Linked DNA regions of Pan troglodytes: region 2 is linked to region 1. Evidence: chromatin contacts called from public Hi-C data. All regions are on one chromosome and are shown on one strand. Each heading gives the region's core, a stretch centred on a gene start, on an enhancer-like site or on the middle of the called end of the contact. The rest is flanking DNA. Distances are from core to core; before and after follow the strand shown. Region 1 overlaps TENM4 (teneurin transmembrane protein 4). Region 2 holds the start of LOC134807364 (putative cuticle collagen 155).

What was found. A called contact is a pair of places that touch in the nucleus more often than the background predicts.
Region 2: a contact with region 1 is called in a Hi-C map of stem cell-derived neural progenitor cells, with 1.9 times the contacts expected there. The contact joins the promoter of LOC134807364 here to the enhancer-like site in region 1. A contact is called at or near these places in 1 of 7 Hi-C or Micro-C datasets (stem cell-derived neural progenitor cells) and 1 of 1 datasets of contacts at active chromatin or transcription factors (stem cell-derived excitatory neurons).

Annotation. Positions count from the first base shown.
Region 1 is chr9:81,258,499-81,262,204 of NHGRI_mPanTro3-v2.0_pri, reverse strand. The region is part of intron 10 of TENM4 (teneurin transmembrane protein 4); the gene reads left to right. Among named protein-coding and RNA genes, the nearest start is that of MIR708, 160 kb to the left of the region's middle. Within about 2 kb of position 1,579, at least 3 of the 24 cell types and tissues checked have an H3K27ac peak or open chromatin away from gene starts, as enhancers often do. A contact at or near this core is called in stem cell-derived neural progenitor cells, where this site is marked.
Region 2 is chr9:81,454,935-81,459,057 of NHGRI_mPanTro3-v2.0_pri, reverse strand. It overlaps LOC134807364 (putative cuticle collagen 155), which reads left to right and starts at 1,715. Exons shown (of 1, transcript XM_063784375.1): 1 at 1,715-4,123. The coding sequence starts at 2,722. The coding sequence ends at 3,534. All of the region lies in intron 9 of TENM4 (teneurin transmembrane protein 4), which reads left to right.

The sequences.
Region 1 (3,706 bases), core at 330-2,829:
ATGGCTGCAGGGCTTCTGCTACCTCTCAGAGGCTTCCACGTGCAGGATGGCAACTTGGGAGATAAGGTGTGCCTGTGTTCAGTCAGCTCAGAAGATTCAGTCCAGTAGGAGAGCACCATGGCCATAAACAGTTGGCATGTACAGAGCTGGGTTTCTGTGCTCAGTGACAAAGATAAGGGCTGCGAAGTTTAGAGCCATTCTTCCTGGAGAAATCAAGGAAGGCTTTCTGAAGGAGGTGACCTCTAAATCCTTACTTCCTTAGCTACCTTCTGCTGTTAGAGGGTGAGCCCACCATTAAAGAAGCATTTTCCCCCACACACAGCCTCTTTGGGCTCTGTCTTCCTTCAGCCTGAAGTTCTCTGGTTGTTTAAGAAAACCCCGGGCAAAAATTTCACCCCTTGCCCTGAGTCTTTTCCCCACCTTCCCTTTCTCCCACCTCTACAGCTAGTCTGCTGTGGATACAGGCTTGTGAAAGAAATGACTGTTTGTTTTATAACAAGAGCTTAACATGATTCATTTCAGATTCCCCAAGGACTTTTGTAAGTTTGGACTGAGTCATAATATATTTTTTTATTAAACTCCAAGACCCAACAAGCAGGAAGCTCTGTTCGACAACATAATATAACTGATGTACTGCAAGCGGCTTTTTTATGGGTGAGTCCTCAAGCTGCTTCAGAATTTCTCTGGCCTCTCCTATCACCACCTGGTTCTGCAGGGAGATTAAAAGGGCTTTGGAGACTCGTCACACCACACAGACACACACACACACACACATAGACACATACAGCCCTGTCCCTCCTAATGCCACATCCAAAAGATGAGGGTCTCTGGACAAGAACAATCCCACTTCCAGACCCTCTCAAGAACAAGGCCCTAACTCCTTCTTCAGAACACAGAAAGGCCTAAGCAGCAGCACTGGAGCAGGCCGAGAACTGCTCCCTGCTCACCCCTGGTGGAGCCACAGTCTAGTAGGGCAATGATTCTTGGAACGTTTTCCCCGAGCCAGGAGCATTAGCCTCACCTGGGACTTTTATAAAATGCAAGTTCTCAGGCCCATCCAACACCTTCTGAGTCACAAACTCTGGGGGTGGGACCCAGCAACTTGTGTTCTAAGGGGCTCTCCAGGGCGATTCTGTTGCTTGCTAAGGTTTAAGAACCACTGATCATAGGACTTGCTCAAAGGGCGGTCCTGGGACCGGCAGCATCAGCATCACGGGAGCTTGTTGGAAATGCAGACTCTCAGGCTCCACCCAAGGCCTGCTGGATCACAGTCTGCATTTTAACAAGACTCCCAGTTGAATCTCGTCCACATTAAGTTTGAGGAACACTGCTGTAGGCAGCGCGGGACATGGGCCACCTCTGGTCCTGAGTTGAGTCCTTGCTCTGCCTCTCAGTTGCCGCCTGCTCTTGGCTGGCACATGACTTATCTGAGCCTCAGCGTCTTGGTTAGCGCCCTGCATTAGTGCATTGGAAATATTTGCTCTCCTGGTTTAGGAAAATGCCTCCCACAGTCCCGGCTCCACGGGAGGCTCTCGGCACTGTTCTTCCTGCCTGTCCCTGGTGAGCGGGTGACCTTCTGCCCCCTCTGACACTGGCCCACCCTGGAGACAGTGGCTGTGTTCTTGCAGCCCTCCCTTCTCTTGTGTTTCTGTTTGATTCTCATGATTCAATATCCCCTGCAGCATTTTGTTGTCATTTTCTGTTTTACTCTTGGAAAGCTCACAGGGTTTCCCCTTTGAAGTGTTTCATTTTTTGTTTGTTTGTTTAAATTCAGCATTGCCCTCTGATTGGGGCACATCCAGTGACTTTATAGCACAAATTCAGAAAGAGAGTTGCTCCAGTGCCATTCAAAATGGACCGCAAAATCCACTGTGCCGAGATGTGTCCGAGTACAACGATAAGACAGCCCGTGCACGCCGTGGTGCCTCACAAAAGGAGAAAACAGAATACCTGGAGTCTGATAGCTGACTGAAAAGTGCTAAAAATGACCCCTGAAACACAGACACCTCCTCCCCTGTTCCCTGCCTCCTACTGTGTCATGAATTTGTGATGGGGTCAAGGAGCACACAAGGCCCCCTCAGTGCCCCGATGAAAGTCACTGAGGCCAGGAACAAAAGGGGAGCCCCAGACAAGGGGAGGGGAGCAGAAAGGGGGATGGAAATCCACTGACCCTTCCTGGAGCTCCCAAGGGGCACTAGAGGAATGAAAATCCTTCCTAGCCCCCAGGCCCCGAACAAGTGGCAATCTCCCTCCCCAGGGTACAGAGTTTAAAAATGCATCAGATCAAGGCCTGCATGGAGGGATACCTCACACACTGTGGAAGGGGCAGATTTGGGAACTAAAGTTTGGCAATAAGACTCAAGAGCCTCAAAAAAGTCTACATGCCTTGACCCAGTAATTCTGCTTCTGGGAATCTGTCCTAAGAAAATAATATGAAATGCAGACAAAAATGAATCCACACGGGTGTTCACTACAGCTTTATTTATGTGAGTGAAAAATTGGAAACCACTAAATGCTCCACTTTAGGGAATTGGTTAGGTAAATTATGGTTCATTCATAGAGTGGAATATTTCGTAGCCGTTAAAAATGATGTTTATAGAGCTTTTAATGACATGGGGAAATGCTTATGGTATGCTTATGGTGATTTTATACCCTGTCTTTTGCAAGATGTAAAATCACACACGGTGTGATCTCAGCCATGTAAAACAGTTACAGAAAAATAACAGGAAGGAAAAACACACACACAAACTGTTAACGGTAGTTGTCTCTGAGTGGTAGGATTGTGGATGATTTTTCTTCTTTTCTTTCCACCTTTCTGGTTTTTTATTTTTATTTTTTTCTGTATTTGGAAACTATTGGTCATCGGTGTTGGGTATTTATTTAAGCCCCACAGGCAATGAAGGTAAAAAACATCACCATTAGTCTGAGGCCTGGCGAGGGATATGACAGCTGTTTTTCCCTCCTGAACATGCGTTGCTTTTGAAATGAGAGAAAAAATTAAATAAACATTATTTACCAAATTAAAATCAAATCAAAATAAATAAAGCATCTGAGCCCCTGTCAAGGAAGGCCTCTGCTCCTGAAAGAAGCGATCGCCTGCTTCCAGCTTATCATTTTTCAGGGATCTTAAAAAACCAGCCACTGTGAAATTGACTTCTAACTGATCTTAATTGAGATGGGGCCCAAATGCAAGGATCAGAAATGAAATTCGGGCTGGTTGCCTTACGGCTGGGCTGCCGAAGAGACTCTGCACAATCCCAGGTCACAGAGGAGCTAACTGGAGTTACTTCACAGTTCCAGATTCCACCTGCCACCTTCTGTATAAGACTCCAGGGTCCTGCCACCCCCTTGCTAGTTTTTTACCAGCTCAGGGATGAGTGGGGGTTGATTTGAGACTATCTGGGCTTGAGGGGATTCTTAAGGCTGGTGGCTGAGCATTCGCTCCTTAACCCTACTAACCTCCGCCCCCCACCACACACATGCGCACGCCCACACACGCTCACATGTGAACACATCATCATTGATTCTGTCCCTCTGCACAAATGCATGCAGCGTGTAGTGATAGGCTACAATGAGTGGGCACCATGCTAAGTCTCTAAAGTGCTTTACCTTGTTTAATTCCCATGATGACTCTGTGATTTAAGTACTATCAAGCCTCACTTTAGAGTGTGGCAGACTCAAACATTCTTCCTTCTGCTGGCATGTG
Region 2 (4,123 bases), core at 466-2,965, 200 kb before region 1:
GAGCTATTGTTGGTCTCGCTGGAGCTGAGCGCAGAGCCCGGACCTGCTCCTTCCTGGGCGCCCCGCTCCGGCTCGCGGAGCAGAGGAGCCGCGCCGCCGAGAGAGAGAGGAGCCACCGGCGCGGCGCCTTGCCTCCCTGCCGCCGTCCTCCCCGCTTCCCCGGCGGTAGCAGCCTGCAGCCACGGTAAGGCGGCGTGATCCGCTCTACGGAAAAGCGCCTTGGGGACCGCGGCGACGCCTCGCCAGCTCCATCGCCCTCTGCACTGCTGGCCCGGGCAGGGTTCGGGTAGCTCACGCGGCTGCCGAGGGCTCCGGGAGATGTTTGCTTGCTCCCCTGGCCCAGGAGGAGGGAGGCTAGGGCGCGGGTGGCCGAAGAGGCAAGCTGTTCTGGAGCCTGGAGCCGCCGCAGCCCCCGGAGCCCGCCGCGGACTGGAGCCTGGGAGCAAGGGTTGGGGGAGGGCAGGGAGGTGGGAAGCGGGTGGGAGGGAGGCGGCGCGCCCCAGGTTCGTCTGCCTCTCCCGGATCCCGTTCCCCGCCCCGGCCCGGTCGCCTGCAGCCCCTCTGCAGACTAGCTCGCCCCAGGCCCCCGTCGGGCGCTGGAGGAGCCCGCGAGGCGGCGCCGGGCTTCAGCGGCTGCAGCCTGCCCTGCGGGGCAAGTGCCGGCTGCAGCAGCCCCGCACGGGCGGTGGTTGGAGCTCAGATCCTGGAGATGCGACCCCAGCTCCTCGCCCTCTGCAACCCGCGGGGGGCCCGCCTCTCCTCACCGGGCGCCCGGCCGCGGTATTGATGTTCGTCTAGGAGCCAACTGAGGCTGCAGCCGCCAGATGGACGCTTGGAGGGCTCCCGGGTGTGAGTGTGACTGTATGACTACTCTCACCCCCAGCTTCGGGAAATGTGCTCTGGGTTGAAATGTGATCACCGAGCTCCTTAGTCATTTTAATTGCCATTTTAAAATGCGGTCGTTACATTGGAGGAGCAGACAGGAAGGTAGTGGGGCGGCGTGTGTGTGTGTGTGTGTGTGTGTACACACACACGCAACCGAGGAATACACAACCAACTACTTGGGTGAAGGGCGGGGGGTTCATCTAGTGAGTCCTTGGCGGGGGGGTCGGGCGAGTTAGCTGCCCGCTGCCCGCCCCTTCTCTGCCTGCCCCCGCCTAGGCGAGGTTGGAAAGTACTGGAAATTCAGCTGCGTGGTCCTTAACTTTGGAAATTGGCTCCGCTTTCAGGGCAAAATGTTAAGGCGATTTATGCACCCGCGTCCATGTGGATGAGTGTATTACTGCTCAGTTGGGTGCAAGCCCTCAACAGTACCGCGCCAAGCCCCCACCCGATCTCTAACTCCCTCCCACCCCCTAACCGTGGAGAGAGGGTTTATAGAAATGCAGTTATCTGTAAACCATCGACGCAGTGAAAGGGGCGCAGGGAGGCAGCCAGAGTTTTGCCGGAACCTGCATACTGGCTTGGTGTTTGTAGCACACGAGATCACCCCGCTGCTTTGTAGAAGGCGGTGGTGGGGCAAGCTCCGGATTCCGATCGCCGGGGTGGGGGGTGGGGGGAAGAGGGTGCCCATGTACTGAGCTCTGAGGCCGTGTAAGGAGAGAGATCTGCTGAGCGGCATCGCGGGCAATTACATAAGCTGCCTCGGTGATTACCCGGAACTGTGATGCGAGCTCCCGGTTCTCGAAAGACAAGCCTGAAAGTTTGCCTGCTTGGGGAGTGTAAGTACCGGGGCGCCCCCACCCCGGCCTGGGTAGCTAGGATACGCCTCGCACCGCGGCGCCCACTTGTGCGATGGGCGTCGGGTGCTGATGCTGCTGTCCCCAAAGAACCGGTTACCGAGGCAGGGACTAAGTGGGGGCATCCGGAATTGATCGCAGAGGAGGAGTCAGTCAGAACTGAGGTTTCATTGGGTCTTCAGAGCTCTAAGTCTTATCTCGGAGGTGTTGGAAGGCCTTACAGGGATCGCCGTTTTCGGAAACTGACTTGGTGTCCTGGGGAGCCCCAAAGCCCCTCTTTTCCGCCCTTCATGGGCGCCCCTCCTTGTCTTTCACGCCCTGTGCCCTTCACGTGTTTAGAAATCTGCCCGCGGTGCCTGGTCCCCCTTGGAGATGCCCAGGCAGCCCAGCCATCCAGGCCTACGCTGGCGAGGGGTTAGAGGGAGTAGAACGCTGGCTCTGCCGGGCTGCCACCCTTACCTACACCTATTCCTGGTTTCCTGCGCTAGCCCGGCGCTGATGGGGACGGGATGGGGCTGGGGTCGGGTATGGCTTCCGTTCCTTCGCCTCTCGCCTCTGCAGACAGCAGTTTGCTTCTGTTGCGTTTATTCTCCCCGTTTCGCCGCTTCCCTCCAGCGCCGCAGCCTGTGTATCACGTTGATGGGCTTTGATAGAGAAACCACAGTAAGAGTATGCTTTTAAATCTTGATTTTCGTCTGTAGAGGGATAAGCCACCCCAGCCCTGACACAGCCGTGGGGAACGCTGAAGTCTGGGACACATTGGCCCTGAACTCCCTTCCCCCCAGCCCGCAGTCAGGAGATGGTGATGTGCATGGGTGGGGAGTGTTTTGTTTTTGCCACATTCCAGCGTCCTGAAACCTCTCGTCCCCTCCCACTGAAATCCCCGATCTGTCCGAATCTGTTCCTTGCTGTAAAATAAATCCTCCCTCCCGCAGACCTGTGGGGCCCTTCGGATTTCCTGCCGCTGCCATGATCCTTAACAATGCGATTGAAAAGCCAGTGCTCGGCTGGAAAAAAATCCCCAGGTGCCAGCCGGCCGCGCCTTGACCTTGCTGAAGGAGCCTTTAACCCGGCTGCCAGAGGGGCTCTGGTCCAGCCGTGGGAATCCAGGAAGAAGGAGGGCGCCCCGGAGGCGGCTGGGTTAGCTCCCCGGGCAGGGCGGGAATCGGGTCGCCGCGGGGACCGCAGAGGGGGAGGGGATGGGACTCCGCGGCAACCTGTTTCCCGGCGAGCCGGGCCCGCGCATCCCAGCTCCCTCGGCCCAGCCCCTCGTGGCCCGCCTCCCCCGCCGGCCTCCAGTTGTCTTCGTGGTACGGGAGTCGGCCGCGACTCCCTCACGCTCTCCGCCGGAGTCCGCGGGACGCCGCCAACTTTGGGCTCCTCGGTGGCCGGAGCACCGGTGCGAACCAGCGGGGCGGCCGGGTGGGCGGGGCCTGGGCGGGAAACTGGAGCCGAGAAGACCGCGTTCCAGGCCAAGTTCCAGCCGCAAGCGCCGCGCGGCACAGTGCAGGGTCCCGGCCGCGCCTTTCTCCCCTCCCCCGCCCGGCCGCGTTCCTGCGGACTCACAGCGCGCTCCGGGCGCTCTGCAGTTGGGCTTTCAGCGGGGGAGCCCTTCTCGTCAAAGTTACGAGGGGTGTTTTCACTGGTGGTGACAGTGGGAACTAGTTTTCTGCGCGCCTGTGTGTGTGTGTGCATTTGTGTGTGTATGTGTTGGGGAGCAGAGAGATTTGCAGCGAAGTCACACATAGCACAAAAAACAGGTTTCCCCTTTCCAGGTGTTATAAGGGAATGCTGAGGAGGAATCCGTTTTCTCCGGTGAGGGTGTTGACGGGAAGCCCTTCCACTTAGTGGAACTGGACCTGTTGGAGCTGATTGCCTGGAGTGAACGGGTGTCTCCTTTAGCGGCACCTGTGTGCCGTAGGTCCTTGGAAATGTTTGGGGAACTGAAAGTCCTCAAGATATTCAGCCAGGACTTAGGGCATAGATGTTTGTGTGCGTTTAGGGGGCTAATTCGGGGAAGCTTTTATTTCCAGCATGTGTCTTGAACTGAGGGGAGGGCAGGGTGCGGAAGGCTTGTGGAATTGCCATCTTCTGTGGTGGGGGAAGGGATCAGGGACGGAGAGCTTTGGTTTTCTAGAAAGAGTTCTTGGGTTCTTCCTCTGCTCTCATCTTGTTTTCATCAAGGCCTCTGTTTGGGGGTGGAGGTAGAGTGGTGCGGTAAGCGAATCAGCCACCCTAATAGACCGGCCTTGACCAGTGCGGATGCCAACGGGCAGAACTAGTGCTTGGTCTGAACAAGAACCATCAAAGGATAGTTCTATAGTGAGTGGAGTGGCCTGGAATATGAGGTAGAAGGCTAGGTGTTAGAGTAATGGGTTCCCACG